2 separate regions of the Gossypium hirsutum genome follow, and region 1 is linked to region 2. Evidence: chromatin contacts called from public Hi-C data. All regions are on one chromosome and are shown on one strand. The core of a region is the stretch at or near the end of the contact, and the rest is flanking DNA. Distances in the headings are between cores, read along the strand shown.

Region 1 (2,700 bases), core at 122-2,621, 190 kb before region 2:
TTCATGAAGGTATATTCCTCAATCTCATGAAGCATTTTTCCAGGTTTTCTTTACATGATAAGGTACTTGAGATGTTCAATGCAATTCAGCCCATTGTTCGTGAAAAACCTTCACTGAAAGCTATTAGTACTTGTCTTAATCTCCTGATTGAATCGAACCAGGTTGATTTGGCTCGAGATTTTCTGTTGAACTCGAAGAAATCTCTCAGGTTGAGACCCAATACCTGCATTTTTAACATCTTGGTTAAACATCATTGTAATAATGGAGACCTTGAATCTGCGTTTGAAGTTGTAAAGGAGATGAAAAAATCTAAGGTTTCTTATCCCAATCTGATTACTTACTCAACCTTGATAGGTGGTCTCTGTGAAAGTAGACGACTTAAAGAAGCCATCGAATTGTTTGAGGAAATGGTTGGTAAGGATCAGATATTGCCTGATGCTTTAACCTATAATTTGTTAATTAATGGCTTCTGTCGTGAAGGAAAAGTCGATCGGGCGAGAAAGATAATAGAGTTTATGAAAAACAATGGATGCAGCCCTAATTTATTCAACTACTCTGCTTTGATGAATGGCTTATGCAAGGAGGGAAGTTGGGAAGAAGCCAAACAACTTTTTGTTGAGATGAAGAGCACAGGTCTGAAACCTGATACAATTGTTTATACTACATTGATGAATTGCCTTTGTAGGGCTAGTAGAATCGATGAGGTGATGCCATTGCTTAAGGAAATGAAGGAAAACAAATGTGAAGCCGATGTTGTTACTTTAAATGTATTACTTGGTGGGTTATGCAGAGAAAGTAGGTTCCATGAGGCGCTTCAGATGCTCGAGAAGCTGCCATATGAAGGTGTTTACTTGAACAAAGCAAGTTACAGAATTGTATTGAATGCATTATGGCAGAAAGATGAAATGGAAAAGGCAGCGAAGCTGTTGGGTCTGATGTTGGATAGGGGGGTTTTTCCACATTATGCAACATCGAATGAGGTGTTGATTCAGCTTTGTAAAGCTGGAATGTTAGATGATGCAGTTACAGCATTGTTTGGATTGGCTGAAACGGGGTTTAAACCAGAACCACATTGTTGGGAGTTTCTGATTGAAATGAATTGCAAAGATAGGAAATTGCTGCCTGTTTTTGAACTACTTGATGAGTTAGTAATAAAAGAATGTACTCATAATCTTCATGTTGGTGCTACTTTTGCTTAGCCTCCTATGCATGTAAAACTATCATTGTTGAGCATTTGATTTAGTGATACGTCCATGTATTTTCTCGGTGATACTTGAATATTACCGAATTATAATTTTTTTTTATTTTTGTCTAAAATTCAGAGTACAATATATTGAAGCTGCCCCCATCTGAATTGTGTTGCAGTTAATTGGATTTTTAAGACTTCTTTTAAAAGGGAATCCTACTTTTTGTCACTCACCAATTGGTTTCGTAGCCCATTTAAAGTTAAGCCCATGAAGAACCCAATCTACATAATGGCCTTATATATCAGATCTCTGGAGTTCGGAGTTGAGATTTTTCGGAATCTGTGAGAGAGCGAGAGCGCAATGGCCTCCTCTTCCAAGAAACCCAAAGAACAGAACAAGAACAAGAAGAAGCATAAGGAGAAGAGCAACAGAACCGCTGACAAAGACGCAAAAAAATCCATTAAAAAACCAGAGAAGAAAGCAAGTGCCTCCAAAATACCTACCAAATCAAAGCCAAAGCCCGAATTAAAGCCAGACAAAAGCAAAAACAAGAGCAGCAATGGAATCCCAGTCAAGTCCCAGGTTATTGCCGACCCATCTTCAAGCTCTGAATCAGAACCCGAAGAAAACAGAAACAACTACCACAAGAACGTTAAACCCGACAGCAAAAGAAAGCGAAAGGAAGAAGTAGACGAGGAAGAAGAAGAAGCAAAGGTGTGTAGATTTCCAATGAACAGAATCAAGAGGATAATCAAGACTGAAGATTCACATATGGCTGTTTCTCAAGATGTTGTTTTTCTTGTTAACAAAGCCGCGGTAATTCCTTTTTCTTTCCCCCTTTTTTGGGGTTATTTTCCTGAATGCCTTTAGGGTTTCCTTTGAATCTTTTCCTTCCTTTTTTTAGTCTTTAAAGTCATAAAGTGGGGTTTTTTTCTCAATGTGTTTATCCTCCAAGGTTAAAGCTTGATAATCCTTTGCTGTCATTTATGGGGTCTATGTTTGGTTGAATGCATGCCTTAAATGTATTTTGAAAAGTTGGGATCTCGAAATTGCTGGTCTTAAATCATTGCTTTAATTCTGCTCAAAATTGTTGTTGTTTTTTAAATTAAAAAAAATTGGTGTTTTGTATGTTGTTTCTTCTTCTCTGTGGAATTGGTATGGTATGAGCATTGTTTGGTCGAAAGGTAATTATCACTCTGTTTCATATTGTTTATTGTCTAAATTTATTTTTGTTTTCTGCAGGAATTGTTTCTTGAAAAGTTCTGCGAAGATGGATACAAATGCTCCATTAAAGATCGCAAGAAATCACTTAGTTACAAGCACCTATGTACGTTCCTTTTTGAATCCCCCTTGTATATGTTGTTTCCTTTGCCGGTTCTATCTGACATTACTGTAGAATATTAGCATGAGCCTTGACTTACTCGACCTTACACATATTTGCTCAAACAACACTAACTATTGCCAGGATTGAAGCTTGAGATGCATTTTCGGTAAAGATAGGGGTTTTGAGTGG
Region 2 (2,700 bases), core at 147-2,646:
TAGCTTCGTCAAGCCATAACTGTAGCCTTGGGTTTTGCCCATTTGAGTTGAGGTTGTCGACTAGCTCTAAACCACCGAACTCTGGCCTAAACCCTGATGAAAATTGGTGCATCCCATTGTTATTGGCCCCATGTATCAAATCATTTCTAAAGGATGCTGCCGCTGGGTTAACATTCGTTGAAACCGAGGTGAATCTTGCACTTTCTTCAGCTAAAGCATCGCAGAAAGCTCTATGAGTTATGAAGCTATCCTTCCTGTATGATATAAAAAGAAAGAAACTAATAAAAACCCTTCTCGAATCGTTAACTAAGAGCAGCCATTTTAGGGTCAGACCTCATTAAATACTCCAAAAAACTAATAATCATACGAAATTCCCCATAAACTATATATAAGCATTTGGAGTTACCTGGAAAAGAGAGTTCCACAGTCACATCTATACTCTCGAGTGCCACAAATCTTACTGTGAGCTTTCCAATCCGACTGAACTGCGTATTTCTTGGAACATTTCTCACACTTCCATTTCTTCTCGCCGTGTTTCCGGCTGAAGTGCTTCTTGATGCCAGTGAGGTCTCCTAGAGCTCTGGATGGGTCATGGTGAACGCAGGTCTTTTCAGGGCAGATGTAAACTTTCTTTCTAACTTCTTTGTTTGTTCTTTGCTTCAGCTTCCATGGCAGATTGTGACCTCTCCTATGGAGTTGTAAATTCTGGTCCCTTTGGAAACCTTTATTGCAGATTTCACAGAGGAATCTGTTGGTCGCCATGAGAGATTTTGGGGACAAAGCTATAACCTCTGCATCTGGATCTGCTTAATTCAACAAAAATCCATCAAGAAAATACACTTCTAAAAGTTAATAATAGTGATAACTTGATATTACATAAACTTGCCTGGCGTTCCTGGAAAATTTCTTTTCTTCTTCACTGGATTAGGGTTAGGGTTTGGATTTGGTTGTTGAGCTTGAGCTAAACCTTTGACAGTTGAGGGAATCGAAAGCCCATCTGGAGACATCATTTCTGATATACTTTGATGAATTGAAGCAGCTTCGTGAAACCTAAACTAAACTACTGGTTCAAACCTGGTGATTTAGTTTATACTACAAAATAGAAGAAGCTTAATTTGCTACAAAGTAAAACACAACCCAACAGATCTCTCTCTCTTTTGGGTTTTTCTTTTTGGATTCTGAAAGAAGGGAAAGATTGATTTTTGAACTTTTTCAAACTCAGTGAAACTATATATATGTATATGAATATGGGGTTTGGTTGAAGAGGTTGTTCAGTTTTGGCTTAAAATTAACCCAAAGAAAAAACCAAAAAGAAAGGTAGCTGGAGGGAATATATTTTTTTTATCTGCTTATCTTACACGAGCTCCCTCGAAGTCAGTCAGCCATAGACTCAGCAGGACCACCTTTATATATAAGTAATTCTGATATATAATTATTATATTATTTGCAATCGTTTTAAAATGCTACATGTGAGAGAGATCATGCAAAAAGGTCAGATGAGGTGAAATTAAAAAAAAAAAAAGTAGTAAGGGATCTGAACAAAACAAAAAAGGAAAAATTTTAAGAGACTGTAAATTCACCCAATTATATATTTCATTAAATAGTTTAACAAGTAATAATTTACTTATTCTTATAATAAACACTTACCTTTTTAAAAAATAATTATATAATAGTTACTGACATGATGTAAAGTAACCGTGATTTTTTTAATTATGCGTATATTTCTTGTTGGTTATTAATATTTATTTTTAAATTTTGTAGTTCTTCCTTTTCTTTTTTTTCTTAACATTATTTTTAAAGTTTGAATTTATATTTTTCTATTAAAAATATAGTGTTATATATTTTTGTATATTATTTACTAATATATCTTTGAGGGAAATTTATTAGAATATGTTTCTTTAAGAGTATTTCTATATTTATTGGGTGTTGAGCTAAGGATACTTAACAATCCTTTCAAGTTTTTTTGTATGCTTTTGAAAGAAGAGTTAACTATTTTGTTATGATTATTATACCTCCATATCAATTAGTGTCAAGTTCATGAGAAAAATTTTAAAATTAATCGGTAACAATTGAAAATAAATTTTGAAACAGTTGCAGATAAACCTAAATCATAAACTCGACATTTAGTGATATCAACTTCGTTATTACTTTAAAAAAAATAGATAATGTAACCTTAATAAATTTTAATAAAAATATAAGTTGAAGTTAACACATGTGGTTGTTGACTTTCACTTAAAATCATAGCATAACCATGATTTCAGAAACTATAAATAGGCAATTAAACTTGTTAATTTTGCACGGTAAAACAAAACAAAACATATTTTACATTCTACCTTCCCTTTACACAACTAAGTACCTCTAAATTACAATTATCAATTGCTCTATAATGGCTGCAACTTATTGAGATCCTAAGAAGGGCATGTTGGTCGGAGTTTAATGACACTTCAATATTATCTTGTGGCTTGGCTTCGCAACAATACGAGTATAGGTTTGCCTGGCGACAGAATCATTCATCAATTAAGAGGTACTAAATTCTTCCACGTAAGCCAAATTGGGAGAGTTACTTACGTTCTGTCACTCATATCTATGTTTTATCTCTAATACAGCAAAGTGCCAATAACGCTAGAAGATATAACGTTGTTGATGGGGTTTCTGGTAGACAAACATATTATAATAGAAAAATTCAAGCATAGTCTAGGG

Evidence for each region. Hi-C and Micro-C count contacts between places; a contact is called where the count stands out from the background.
Region 1: a contact with region 2 is called in a Hi-C map of leaf, with 3 times the contacts expected there. The contact joins the promoter of LOC107953224 here to the promoter of LOC107953219 in region 2. A contact is called at or near these places in 7 of 34 Hi-C or Micro-C datasets (anther, leaf, petal and 1 more).

What each region holds. Positions count from the first base shown.
Region 1 is chrA07:23,121,547-23,124,246 of Gossypium_hirsutum_v2.1, reverse strand. It overlaps LOC107953224 (DNA polymerase epsilon subunit C), which reads left to right and starts at 1,371. Exons shown (of 4, transcript XM_041117780.1): 1 at 1,371-2,003; 2 at 2,430-2,514. The coding sequence starts at 1,548. LOC107953223 (pentatricopeptide repeat-containing protein At5g18475) reads left to right here. Exons shown (of 2, transcript XM_016888460.2): 1 at 1-414; 2 at 481-1,331. The coding sequence ends at 1,199.
Region 2 is chrA07:22,926,639-22,929,338 of Gossypium_hirsutum_v2.1, reverse strand. LOC107953219 (zinc finger protein BALDIBIS) reads right to left here and starts at 1,396. Exons shown (of 3, transcript XM_016888457.2): 1 at 887-1,396; 2 at 407-803; 3 at 1-254. The coding sequence starts at 1,010.